Linked DNA regions of Mus musculus: region 1 is linked to region 2. A link is a contact called in public Hi-C data. All regions are on one chromosome and are shown on one strand. Each heading gives the region's core, a stretch centred on a gene start, on an enhancer-like site or on the middle of the called end of the contact. The rest is flanking DNA. Distances are from core to core; before and after follow the strand shown. Region 1 holds the start of Hoxd10 (homeobox D10). Region 2 holds the start of Dlx2 (distal-less homeobox 2).

The links. Hi-C and Micro-C count contacts between places; a contact is called where the count stands out from the background.
Region 1: a Hi-C map of induced pluripotent stem cells shows a contact between it and region 2, with 19 times the contacts expected there. The contact joins the promoter of Hoxd10 here to the promoter of Dlx2 in region 2. A contact is called at or near these places in 5 of 39 promoter capture datasets (cranial neural crest, embryonic stem cells, frontonasal cranial neural crest and 1 more), 26 of 484 Hi-C or Micro-C datasets (cerebellar granule neurons, cerebellum, differentiating embryonic stem cells and 7 more), 5 of 115 datasets of contacts at active chromatin or transcription factors (embryonic forebrain, embryonic midbrain, embryonic stem cells and 1 more) and 2 of 9 other capture datasets (embryonic stem cells and embryonic trunk).

The regions. Positions count from the first base shown.
Region 1 is chr2:74,688,192-74,694,639 of GRCm38.p6, forward strand. Hoxd10 (homeobox D10) reads left to right here and starts at 3,700. Exons shown (of 2, transcript NM_013554.5): 1 at 3,700-4,533; 2 at 5,900-6,448. The coding sequence starts at 3,789. The coding sequence ends at 6,177.
Region 2 is chr2:71,543,665-71,549,929 of GRCm38.p6, forward strand. It overlaps Dlx2 (distal-less homeobox 2), which reads right to left and starts at 3,090. Exons shown (of 3, transcript NM_010054.2): 1 at 2,320-3,090; 2 at 1,720-1,904; 3 at 1-1,260. The coding sequence starts at 2,728. The coding sequence ends at 856.

The sequences.
Region 1 (6,448 bases), core at 2,450-4,949, 3.1 Mb after region 2:
TCTGTAGATCCTTCCGTAGTAGTCTCCCAATTTGCTTTTCAAAAGTCTTTTCCAATTGCTGCCACAGTGCTCAGTGCAACCCAGATGGGCGCCCTGGGGAGGCAGCTTTTAATTTGTCCCTGTCCACTCTCTGTCCAAAAAGTGACAGAATCCAGAGGCAGCTCACGGCTCTAATTCAGGGAGACCATAGGAACCCATAGGTCCTCTTAGGCCCAGAGCCTCCACCTTACCCTTCTGAAGAAGACAAGAGAGTGAAGATACAAGCCACTTTATTATTATTATTATTATTATTATTACAAATGGTAATTTCTTGCTAAGGCGACCTTTTAGGTTTTTTTCTGTGGAAAAAAAAACTGCCAGGGAGACAGGCGTCTTGGTACAAATATGGGTATCCATCTTTTTTACGATGCAATGTTGACTTATTATTAATATTAACTGCCCTAAAAGATCTAAAGATGACTTTTAAAAAACCACCAACCACTACATTAAACACTCGAAGCAAAATAAAAGTTGGCCTTTAAAGCTACTGCCTTTCCCTTCCATTTGCTTTGTGTCAGCTCTAAGATCTTAAGGCACATTTTCTGTCCTCCCTTCTTACAGTATTTTCATTTTGCTCATGTTTTAAATTCTAGAAATCTAACATATTGACAGTTTTGACCCCGAGGAATCAGTCTGGAAGCAAAAATTCGAAAGAGAAAAAAATAAAATTTTGAGAGAATAGATTCCATTTTTAAGTTGGCATACACATTTCCCCCCTCTGCCTTTGAGTGAAAGTCTATTTAAACTCCAATCTAATACGAGGTGACTTTGAGCTTGAAGCCATGGAACACTGAAACAGAAAGACCCACACAGAGAAAAGGCAGAGCTTGCCTCTCCCACTTCACTGCAGACTTACCAGCTCTGTAAGGAATTGCTTGTTTTTAGACTGGGTGTTTTCTTCGTGTATAAATAAAGATTATGAAAGGGCATTTGATGGGCATAAAATTCCTGATTAGATTGAACAGCTCTGCATTGCTTGGGATTAGGAAAATTTGGCAGTGGAAACCTGGGCAGCTAGCTCTCCTGGCCGAGATGCAAAGCAACACAATGCCTAAGCGCCAAGCTGGCGTCAGGGGGACTGCCGAGAGCTGTGCTGCGGGCACATTGTTCAGCTCTGGGCATATTTAGCTGTAGCTCAGAATTTGATCGCCACAATGTAAAAAGGAAAATTTTGAGGTGCTAATCAGTGGTTGTTAGGTTTGATCAAGATCTTAGCAACTTAGGAACAAAAGTTCTTTTTCCCCCTATGCCTTACTTAACACCCTTCATCCCCTCCCCAGCTTAAAAATAGCCACCCCTGTAGAAAGGTAATGTTTAAATCTCCGGCTCCACCACCGGGGTGCAGCAGCCAGAGCAGTGAGAGGCTCCAGGCTTTAACCTGACAATGATGTTGTATTTGAACAGCTGCGTAAAGGTTTAAAAGGTCTGTCTCATTGCCACCGTGGAGTTTTTTAAAAGGGGTTATTGTTTGGGCGAGGGCACTGAGAGGAGACTAGCCAATCGGTCCCAAGGCCGAAAATAACCTCCAAGCCTGTTTTCATCAGGCCGGGAGAAATTCCTTTAGGGGAGGGAGGGGGACAAAGGACTTTGCTGGGGTGTGAGTGATTTTTTTTTTTTTTTGAAAAGAGCAACTAGGTCCCCCAGAACGCTGAGGGCTCCTTAAAGAGCATCGAACCCCACAGAAATGTTCTGTTGAGGGGAAAACAGATTTATCCACAAGTTCAGTCTCTGGGCCTGAAATCCAAGGCCAGCCCATTCCTGGGCGAATGTGGGAGAAGGGAACACAGATGTCTTTTCCGACTGGGAGCTGGTTCACGGTCACAGTTTCCGGGTCCGTTTTACTTTCTTGATTGCCGGGAACGGGACCCGGAAGGCCGAAGGACGGCTCCCACACACAGGCAGGGCCTCTGGTCCAGGGCAAGTCTTTGGAAATCAAGGTTAAAGCTCCCTGCTGCTGTCCTAAGGCCCCGGGCTTCCGCAAGGCGGCTCGCCGCCTGCAACCAAAGAAGAAGGGAGGAAGTTGTTCAAGTTTCTCATAAAATTCTGAGTTTCCACGGTGGTTGTGGCAGTGGTTGTTCTTTAATGAGCTGGACCACAACCCCAGACCATATCCTCTTTATAAAACTTTCCCTCACCAGAGGAAACGGAAGACTTAGACTCTCCCTCTTTATTCCCTTCTTGCCCAAACAAAACCTTGTCAAAGAATTTTAGGGATCGTCCAAAACTATAAAATTTAACTTCTGACAAAAGTATAGCTTTTAATATTTGACGATTTGTGTTAAAACAAAAATTGACCTTCTTGGTTAGTAGCGGAGGGGAAAAATCAATAGTATAATTTTCAATAATTCATAAAGCAAACGCCATTATGCTAAATCTTAACTATTAATCTTATCCTTTACAAAGTCTCGATTGATTTGTTAATAAAATATCTTCCCGTTTGTGGCAACAGCGGGTATAACTCTTTAAAAACCTTCAGAAGCAAGAAAATTACCAAGTAGCCCAAGAATGTAGATGAGAATTTTATTGATCGCCCTGATTCTTCTTAATATGTATTAATAAATTCCACAACCCCTTGTACCTTGCACTTGTCAGAAACCAATGCTTTTACAAAATCCATAAAAGGAAAACATATTTTTCTTTGCAGAAGATCTAAATGACAAGTTTGCTTTGCTCTCTCCTCTTTTTATTTTTATTTTTTCTTCTGGCCCGGTTTTCTAAAACTTGTGGAGTCCGGGGATCAGAGTTTTCCCTTTTCTTTTGAAAAAAAATTTCTTTTTCCCTTCCTTTCTCTCTGCCCTGTGTTATCAGGGGAAGGAAATCTGGCTTTAGCTGTTTCTGGGAGCCGGAGAGACGCTTTCGCGAATAGGGAACGGCTGGCGAAGGATTATCTCCAAGCTAGGAAGCTCCCAGCGGCCGGTCCTCAAAGGTCAGGGTGTGGTTACTCTCAGAGTCAAGGCTCCAGGAGCTCGTGGGTGCCGATTCCCCCCCCCCCTTAGTTCTAGCAGAAAGATCTAAGGAGGGGGTAGCTACGGGCTGGAACCATCATCCGAGCTTCGGGTTTGCCCAGCTGCGTGGTGGCCTCTCGACCCTCGGGGCCCTATTCGCCAGTGCTTCCCCGACACCTTGGTCCAATCTTTGCACTGAAGATTTTCACACAGCCCCCTTTGGAACCCTAGGGAGGGATGTTTCCGAACTAGAGAAATCGGACTCACCTTCCTGGCTGCCCAGTACTAAATTAACCAGCCCGCGCCCCTATCCCTTCCTGGGAACCGGCCCTCTTGGGCGCGTTCTGCCTGGGTATGTGCAGGGAGAGCGCTTCTGTGAGCAGGCGCCACAGCGCTCTGACTTTCCTCAGTACGCGTGTCCTCCCGGAGGCCCCTCGAATCAAGCCTTTCCTTCCGCTGGCGGGGCCCGGTGGCCGGGTGGGGGACTCGAGTGGGGCAGGCCGGCCGGCCAAACAAGCCCCGGGAGACAGGCTGGCCGGCAGCAGAGCTCTGGGCCGGTTGTCTCCAACGCGCACTATCACAGGCGCTTAGTAGATGTCGCTGTTGTCCGTGCTTACGCGGCCAGCCGGCCGGGCTGGGGAACACGTGACCTGCAAGGAGGCTGCGGCTCAAGGCCATTTTCAAATCTCATTGGCTTGGTTGTCATGTGGTCGGCAGAGGCATCCACAATTACACCGGGAATGTTTTCCTAGCGATGTCAGCCTACAAAGGACACAATCTCTCTTCTTCAAATTCCTCCCCAAAATGTCCTTTCCCAACAGCTCTCCTGCTGCTAATACTTTTTTAGTAGATTCCTTGATCAGTGCCTGCAGGAGTGACAGTTTTTATTCGAGCAGCGCCAGCATGTACATGCCACCACCTAGCGCAGACATGGGGACCTATGGAATGCAAACCTGTGGACTGCTCCCGTCTTTGGCCAAAAGAGAAGTGAACCACCAAAATATGGGTATGAATGTACATCCTTATATACCTCAAGTAGACAGTTGGACAGACCCGAACAGATCTTGTCGAATAGAGCAACCTGTTACACAGCAAGTCCCCACTTGCTCATTCACCGCCAACATTAAAGAAGAATCCAATTGCTGCATGTATTCTGATAAGCGCAACAAACTCATTTCTGCCGAGGTCCCTTCGTACCAGAGGCTGGTCCCCGAGTCTTGTCCTGTTGAGAACCCCGAGGTTCCTGTCCCTGGATATTTTAGACTGAGTCAGACCTACGCCACCGGGAAAACCCAAGAGTACAATAACAGCCCCGAAGGCAGCTCCACTGTCATGCTCCAGCTCAACCCTCGTGGCGCGGCCAAGCCGCAGCTCTCGGCTGCCCAGCTGCAGATGGAAAAGAAGATGAACGAAAGCGCGAGCGGCCAGGAGCCCACTAAAGTCTCCCAAGTGGAGAGCCCCGAGGCCAAAGGCGGCCTTCCAGAAGACAGGAGCTGCCTGGCTGAGGTTTCCGTGTCCAGTCCCGAAGTGCAGGAGAAGGAAAGCAAAGGTCGGTATGAACAGAGTTGCCACCCCAGCGGGGCGTGCAGTCCGGTAAAACCTCGAAAAGGGAGCGCTCGGGTGCCCAGAGCAGAGCCCGGGCAGCGGAGCCCAGAGCCCATACTCCGCAGGTGCTGCTCCACCCGGCTTTTAGAAGGGATATCCCTGCCTTGAAAGGGTCGGGGCTTCTCTCCCGCTGCTCCGGCCAGACCTGGCCCCAAGCTGATGGCGCCTGGGCAGAGGACAGGCTTGCCGGGTTTATCAGTCTTGAGCCAGATCCGAAATACAACAAAAGAGCTAAAAGGAGACCAGCCGTTTGTAAACAGGGCTCCAGTGCCCGCTTTTCTTTGGCTCAGATTTGCAGCCCTAGTTTTTGCCTTGAACCCAGGGATCATTTTAAGGTAGCCTAAGACACCGTGTTTGTGTTCAAGGGTTTGCACCCCGCATCCTGCGATCTAAGAGGGAAAGGAAATGGTTTGGCCTGTTGGTGCTTGGGTGGGGAAGCAGAGGTAACCTTGGCTTTGTCTGGCGAAAGTGCCGCAGGCTTTGCAATCTTCTACAAAGGGGGCAAAGGCGGAGGAGGGGGAGAACAGATCTGCATTGCCCACCTAGGGCTGGGGTAATGCAAAGAACCAGGGATATGGGTTTCTAAGAAGGAATCTTGAGCCCCCACGCCCATTTCTGCAGTCTGTCCCTCACTGTCTACCGGGTGAGCCACAGAGTTACATTTCTGGAGGAAGGCTTTTGTGTGAGAGCAAAGAAAAATTGAGGAAATTCTGGGGGGAAGGGGGGAACTGTAACAATGCCCAGTCAGGGTGGAGAAGGGATCCCTGCTTCCTCATTATCTCTTGAAACAGCCTGCATCCCTATAAACCTGGTTGTGGATCTCCTTGTCTGCCTAGGAGGGGTGGGTAAGAAGCGGCCGACTTGGGGCCCTGGAGCAGTAGTGAGATACTGGTAGATGAAGCAAGCTATGGTTCTTTCTGGTGGCCTGACGGCTTAGAATGTTTTTGGGGGGACGGAGGAATCCTGTAAAGTTTGCTATTATAGTCACATTTTGTGCAAGCCAGAAAAGTTGTGTAGGAGAGAGAGAGAGAGAGAGAGAGAGAGAGAGAGAGAGAGAGAGAGAGAGAGAGAGAATATGAGGAGGCAGCCTCTGGCACAGAATATCCTTTCATTCATCGTGTTAAGTATTTAGTTCTAAATTGGTACCAATTTACAATCCCCTTCATGCCCACCTTCGTAAGTGATGTTTAATACCAGCATTGTCCAAAGCAGCCCATCTGGCAGCAGGGTCATGGCCAAGGGTATATTTGAATGGACTGAGAGAAAAAAAAATTCTTGATTTTTTTTTCTTCTCCCTTTAATTTTGTTAGAGGAAATCAAGTCTGATACTCCAACCAGCAATTGGCTCACTGCAAAGAGTGGCAGAAAGAAGAGGTGCCCTTACACCAAGCACCAAACGCTGGAATTGGAAAAAGAGTTCTTGTTCAATATGTACCTCACCCGCGAGCGCCGCCTAGAGATCAGTAAGAGCGTTAACCTCACCGACAGGCAGGTCAAGATTTGGTTTCAAAACCGCCGAATGAAACTCAAGAAGATGAGCCGAGAGAATCGAATCCGAGAACTGACCGCCAACCTCACCTTTTCTTAGGTCTGAGGCCCATGTGAGGCCAGGATCCGAGAGGGGGCACCGAGTTCCAGGCCTGAGTGCTGGAGGACTGGCAAGGCGGAAACAAACCCTTCATTGCTCTTTGGTTTTTTTGTTTTGTTTTGTTCTGTTCTGTTCTGTTTTCCTGCTAGAATGTGACTTTGGGGTCATTCTGTTCGTGCTGCAAGTGATCTGTAATCCCTATGAGTATACATATATATATATATTAAAAAAACTTAGCACGTGTAATTTATTTTTTTTCATCGTAATGCAG
Region 2 (6,265 bases), core at 1,840-4,339:
CTGAAAAGATGAGAAATTTTTATACAAATAAATGTGGGGAAATCTGCACAGACACCCTTATTTACAAACTCTGCATCGAAGTTCGAGCTAATAGTCCTTAATTCATCTTAAAAAAGATAATTTAAACACATTTTTTGCAGCGTCCACATATTAAAAAAATCAGTTTTTTTTTAACATCAAAATGAGGTCATCCGCAAAGGCACCTAAACTTTTAAAAAAATAAAAATAAAAACCCTCCACTGGCAATGGATGAAGGAGCTACGGGAGTGTTCCTGGGGAAAGTGGGAGGCGGGAAGAGTTGGGAGAGCTGGGAATTCTCCCCCATGAGCCCCCAGGAGGGGAAAAAACCGGCGGGATCCCGGGGGTCACGGGGGTAGGTGATAGGGTGGAGTAGGACCCAGGAGGTCAATAACCGAAGCGGACTGGAGCTGAGGCCTGGAGCAGGAGAGAAAAAAGGAGCCTCTGAGAGCCGGGAAGCCTCGAGGGCGGGGAAGGCGTCCCAGTGCCTGACCCCGCTCAGGGCCTGAAGAGACCAAGGACCCTGAGGATCACGCTGAGGGGGCTGGGAAGGGGCGACAAGTCCGAGGATGGCCTAAAAGTGGCCGGGGCTCAGGTCGGAATTGAGGCCAGGGACGCCAGGCTTGGCACTAAAGGATCCCACGAGGCCTCCTTGTTTCCGGCTGCTCCGTGGCAGTGCGAGAAGTGGCTCCACGACGGGTCACCCCTGGTCGCCACTTCCAATACCGCTGGGTGGGTGGCGGTCGCGGGCTGGTAGGTTCGAGCCTCTAGCTACAGGACGCGTGCTGAAGAACACGGTGTCTCAGTTCTCAAGTCTCAGACGCTGTCCACTCGAGGTTAGAAAATCGTCCCCGCGCTCACCGGGGCGCCCCCGCCTGCGTGGTGGTGGTGATGGTGGTGATGGTGCGCCTGCGGAGTCTGCGAAGGATGCAGAAGTGGCGCTGTGGCCTGCAGGTGTGAAGCGGAGCCCGAAGCCTGGTGGTACCACGGGTAGTTTCCCAGAAAGGCCGAGGCGGCGCTGCTCGGGCTGGAGCCAGAGCTGCCCGCACCGCCGCCTCCGCTGCCCGGGCCGCCGCCAGCCATCCGCTGCGGCGCGCCGAAGTCCCAGGATGCTGGCGCCGAGACCGGCGGGGAGGCACAAGGAGGAGAAGCGCTGGCTCCAGGGTGCTGCTCGGTGGGTATCTCGCCGCTTTTCCACATCTTCTTGAACTTGGATCGGCGGTTCTGGAACCAGATTTTGACCTTTGTAGAAAAAAAGGAAAAGCCCTGAGCTTTAGTACAGGAACCTGGGCAGGAGGTTGGTGGAGTGGAGACGGCGGGCGAGCAGACCTGGGCTCTGGGCCTCCGCTGCTTCTAGCTACATTGGGGGGATCTCAAAATGCTGATGGATGAGCTCTAAGTATGTGACCAAGGTTCTGGGTAGTGCGGTGTCAGGTCAGTTATGGAACCCGCTTTAGCAGCAGCGAGTGGAAAGGCGTTGTAGTGTGGGATTTCTGTCCACCCGGGTCATTTTCTTTCCTCCCATGCGGCTGCCCCCTTTGAAAAAAATTTCTTATTTTGTTTGTTTGTTTGTTTTAAGCATTGGGCCTAGAAGTTTACTTTGCCCGGAATAAAAAAGCACAGGTGAAAATATACTTTTGAAAAGTTGTTCCGGACGTGCCCGCTTCCTAGAGAAAGCAGGCCATCTCCCACCTTGCTCACCTGAGTTTGGGTGAGGCCCAGGGACGCCGCCAGCTCGGCTCGCTCTGGCAGGGCCAGATACTGGGTCTTCTGGAAGCGTCGTTGAAGGGCCGCCAGCTGGAAACTGGAGTAGATGGTGCGTGGTTTCCGGACTTTCTTTGGCTTCCCGTTCACTATTCGGATTTCAGGCTCAAGGTCTTCCTTGTCTGCAACGAAAAGTGAGTGGTGAGCACCCACCGTCCAACCCCGCGGTCCTAAAGTTCGGAGCGGAGGCCTTTAGAGACTTGAGGAGGCCTTCCCAACTTCAGCACGCGCCGACTGGCCTGGCCACGGAACCCTGCAAGGGACCCGGGGGAGCTGTGCAAGAGAGAAAGAAGAGGCGGGCAGCAAAGCTATGCGCTACCCACAGCATGCCAACTGGCCCAACCGCCCACCGACTCTGTCCCCCGGAGCGTGGAGAGGCAGAAACTGCGATTCGCGTGCAGTTGGAGATTGGGCAGAGTTCAGGGCGGGAGCAAGAGATGCACAGAGTGCAAGGCTAGAGCTCCGGACTGCCCCCCACCCCATGCTTACCCGGTCCCTCCCCGTGACTTGGGCACCCTAGATGCTTGCGATGCTTACCCGGCTCGTTGTTGACCGGAGACGAACTGGTGCCGTAGGGCGCGTAGGAGGTGTACGCGGCGGTGTAGCCCAGGTCGTAGCTGCTTTTGGCGGAGTAGGAGACATTGTTGAGGCCGCTGGCGTGGTACTGGTAGGAGCCCATGTGCGCGTAGGGCGAGGCCCCCCCGCCGCCGCCGCCCGCCGGGTGCTGCTGGTTGGTGTAGTAGCTGCTGTCCGTAGCCGTGGACACCGGGAGGGTTGGCGACTCCTGGGGCTTGTGCAGGCTGCTGTTGCTGCTGCTGCTGTTGCTGTTGCCGCCAGGGCCGGCGCCCGCACCGCTCGGGGGCTGCTGGTGCTGGTGGTACGTGCTGGAGGCGGTGATCTGGGTCGAGTGCATATCAGCCACCAGACTGTCAAAGACTCCAGTCATCCTGACCCGGGACAGGAAAGAGCACGGGTGGCGGGCGAGAGGGGGATGCGAGGCGCCTCCTCTGTCTATCTCTCCGGGTCCCTTCCAGCAACCAATGTAATTACGGGGAGGGGGAGGGAGAGGAAAACAAGAAATGAGGCTACGGTCTAGGCGCCTCCTCCCCTGGAGGAGGCGATCACCGTGCGTGGCTCGGGACCGCAGCTGCTGGCCGCATCCTTCCCGGGCCTCTCGGACCTCTCGGCTCCTGGCCCGGCTCGGGCGGGGGGCGGGCAATGGAGGGGGCAAGAGCGGTCAGACCCGGTAGGGGCTCCAGGAGGCGGGAGCAGGTGAGCGACCCCCGAGCAGCTTTACGATTGTCTGCCGGGCAGGCTCCTGCAGGGTGGGCATTTAACACTTATCACGTGACCGCGGGCAACGTCACCTAGCAACAGCCAATCAGAAGGAATGAGCCGCGGGGCGCCGGGAGTCCGCGACCGGGCGGCCCCGGGACCCGCGTGTCACGTGGCGGGCAAGGCGGCCGCGGTGGGTGCGTGTACAAGCACTGCAGAAAGTGGGTACCCGATCTGGAGCTGGATAGGGTGCGGGATGGCCCGCAACAGGACATAAGGCTCCGGGAAAGAAATGGGGTCTCCCACCTTACTCTGCTTTCAAGAGCCAAGTCTAACGATTTACATCTCTTGTCCAACTTCGCCTTAATCAAATAAAGCCAGGAAGAGGGCCGAGCCAGCTCTGTCTCCTTTTTCTCCAGATACTTTTCCTCGAGGTGCCTGGCTCGCACTACTCTTGTCAGCCACTTTGCACCTGACGGGCAATTGATTTAAATTATCCATAAACCGCGTATAATAACCTATGCTTCCCAAACTACCCACAGAGATATTACGACAATTAATTGGATAATGTTTAACGTTTTTCCTTTTTGCTTGAGAGAAGAGCTCTATAAGCCCAAAGGTATTATTACTAGTAATGTATTTGAAATCACTTTTCCTCATACACATAAAGGTCTCTAGTAATGACGCACATCTGAGCCACTAGCTGGAAACTGATTCTGAGGTTCCCTCCTTGGGAAAGGTAGGCCAGACTAGACAGCCTTCAAAGTCGTTTGCATTGGTGTTTTTATGAAAAGGGGAATGAAAAAAAAAAAGAGATACTGAAGTAATATTAGAGATTTATCAAGATTCATTATCACACGTTTTCTTGATATAAACAATAAATATAAGAAGTTTTATTTTGTCTACTTTATTTTACATTTTCGTGTTCTAGGATCTTACTCCACTGTTGTAATTTCTTTCTCTAGGTTTCTTTCTTTATTTTTATTTTTCTTCTTTCTTTCTTTCTTTCTTTCTTTCTTTCTTTCTTTCTTTCTTTCTTTCTTTCTTTCTTTCTTTCTTCCTTCCTTCCTTCCTCTCTCTCTCTCTCTCTCTCTCTTTCTTTCTTTCTTTCTTTCTTTCTTTCTTTCTTTCTTTCTTTCTTTCTTTCTTTCTTTCTTTCTTTCTTTCTTTCTTTCTTTCTTTCTTTTCCAAGTGATGAGTTCCCCTCTCTGGTGGTTGGGATTTTCAAAAGAAGGGTGATGGATGGACTCAGCGCAGTGATGGACTCTCAAGTTTGAAGATTGCGGTAGCGCCTGCTTTGTGGCGCCACCTGGTGGACAGTGTAGGAGGTTGTTACAGGCCTGGTAGACAGTCTAATCACGCCCAGGCGCCAGCCTCTGAAACCCCCCAAAAGAACAAAATAGTAATTAAAAGCCACAAAATTGTGCTAGTGCGCGCCATCTGAAGCATCCCTTCCTAAAGACATAACATGTCACTGAAAGAACTTGTTACAACAACTGCCTAATGGAAAACAAGTTGATACTTTAAAAAATACGATCTTTGGTCTTCCCCAGAAAAAGCAAGTGTGTAATTAAAACTCCAGCATTCACACAGCGGAATAATGAGGCAGGTAATGCGCCTTCCAGTCTGCCTGGATTTAGTTCTCAGCCACTTGGCTAAGGAAGGCCTAGAGAATGGGGAAGAATGAGTTTTATTAGAAACGCTCCCTGGTGGGACTCGCCTGCACCAGACCAGACCCTCCCTACTGTATTGACTTTAAACTGCTTCCTGCCCCTTTTATGTGCATCAACGGTATCTCAAGGTTTTTAATCCAGATTGCCTTTTAGCGACTCGATTTCAAGTCCCTGTGCTCTGACACCACACGAGTAGCTGTTTTGCCCTAATAAAAGGAAAAAAACCAATCAAAATTAAAATTAAAAATCAGAATCAGAATTAAAAATCTGATTGCGCTTTCTCTGCCCCTTTGTTGCCAATCAAGCCTGTCCTGAAGGCATACTGGTGGTGGAAAGTTTTCTGCATTCTATTTCTTTCTCAATCCCCAGAAACAGTGTAAACTCAGGTGAGATTTATAAAACAGCATCATTCTGGAATAAATAGGACCTGGGCCCTCTTTTATCTTGGACACAAGATGAGTGCCCTGTAGCCTGGGAAGTGGATGCAGCTCTGAGCCTAGAGAGGGGAAAAGCTGCAAGGGGAAGGAGAGAGACCTATAGCTGGGGGGGGGGGGGGGACCTAGGCTTGAAGTGTCCTGATAAGCCAGACACAAATCTACATCTTGTTCCATTTACTAATTTTGTTTTCTTGAGGCACAATCTCAGGACGCTGTGCTGGCTAGTCTGGAACTTGCTGTGTAGACGAACCTGGCTTCAAATTCACAACCATCCTCCTGTCTACATCTGAGTTCCTGAGTGCTGGGATTACAGGCATGAGCCACCCCACCCCCACCCGCCAAAATCTAGGTTCATCCAAATTGTCTCATTGCTTTGTAAGAAATAGCCAACGGATTTCTCTACTTTGGTCTAAAGTGAAGCACCCTAAGTATTCTTGTATTGATTGTATTCTTGTATTGATTGATATTTTACACTTTGAGCCCCAGTTCTGAGGAGAGCCACTCTGCTCTCCTCAGACAGAAGAGGCCTCAAGAGGGAGTTGAGATGAATTTGGAGAGAAACTGGCTGCCTGAATGAGGCTAGTTTGCCTTGGTGCTTGCTCCTTCCCTTCAGTTATTATTCCTAGCCCCAGAGTTCTTTTAGTCTGCCTAGATCTAGTAGAGGAGGGTTAGGTGTCTCAATGCAGACTTTGTGTGTTTCAACACATCTCAGTTTGCAGCCTGTTCCTCAGAGTGTAGCTTGATCCACCCATTCCCTTTGTAGCAATGAACATCTCGAGGTTCTTGGATAGAAGAAAACAACTTCTTTCGCATCAGGTGCTTCACTCAACTTCAGCTGTCAGCCAGCTGCCTTCTCTGTTGCTACAGCACAAATCCCAGTAGTGTTTAGGGTAAGCCCTCAAACACCCAGGATTTCCAGAGGCTCCAAGCTGGAGAGTGAAGGTTCACTTAGGGCTCCCCCTAACCCCCTGGCCAGATTCCCTCGATTTCGCTTGGCCCAGAACTTTGCCTCTGCTTGTCTACTGGGTGTCCTGCACCAAGCTGAGAGGTGAGATCTGGGAAAGAAGGCACCCGCCCCACTCCCCCAGGGCTTCCATG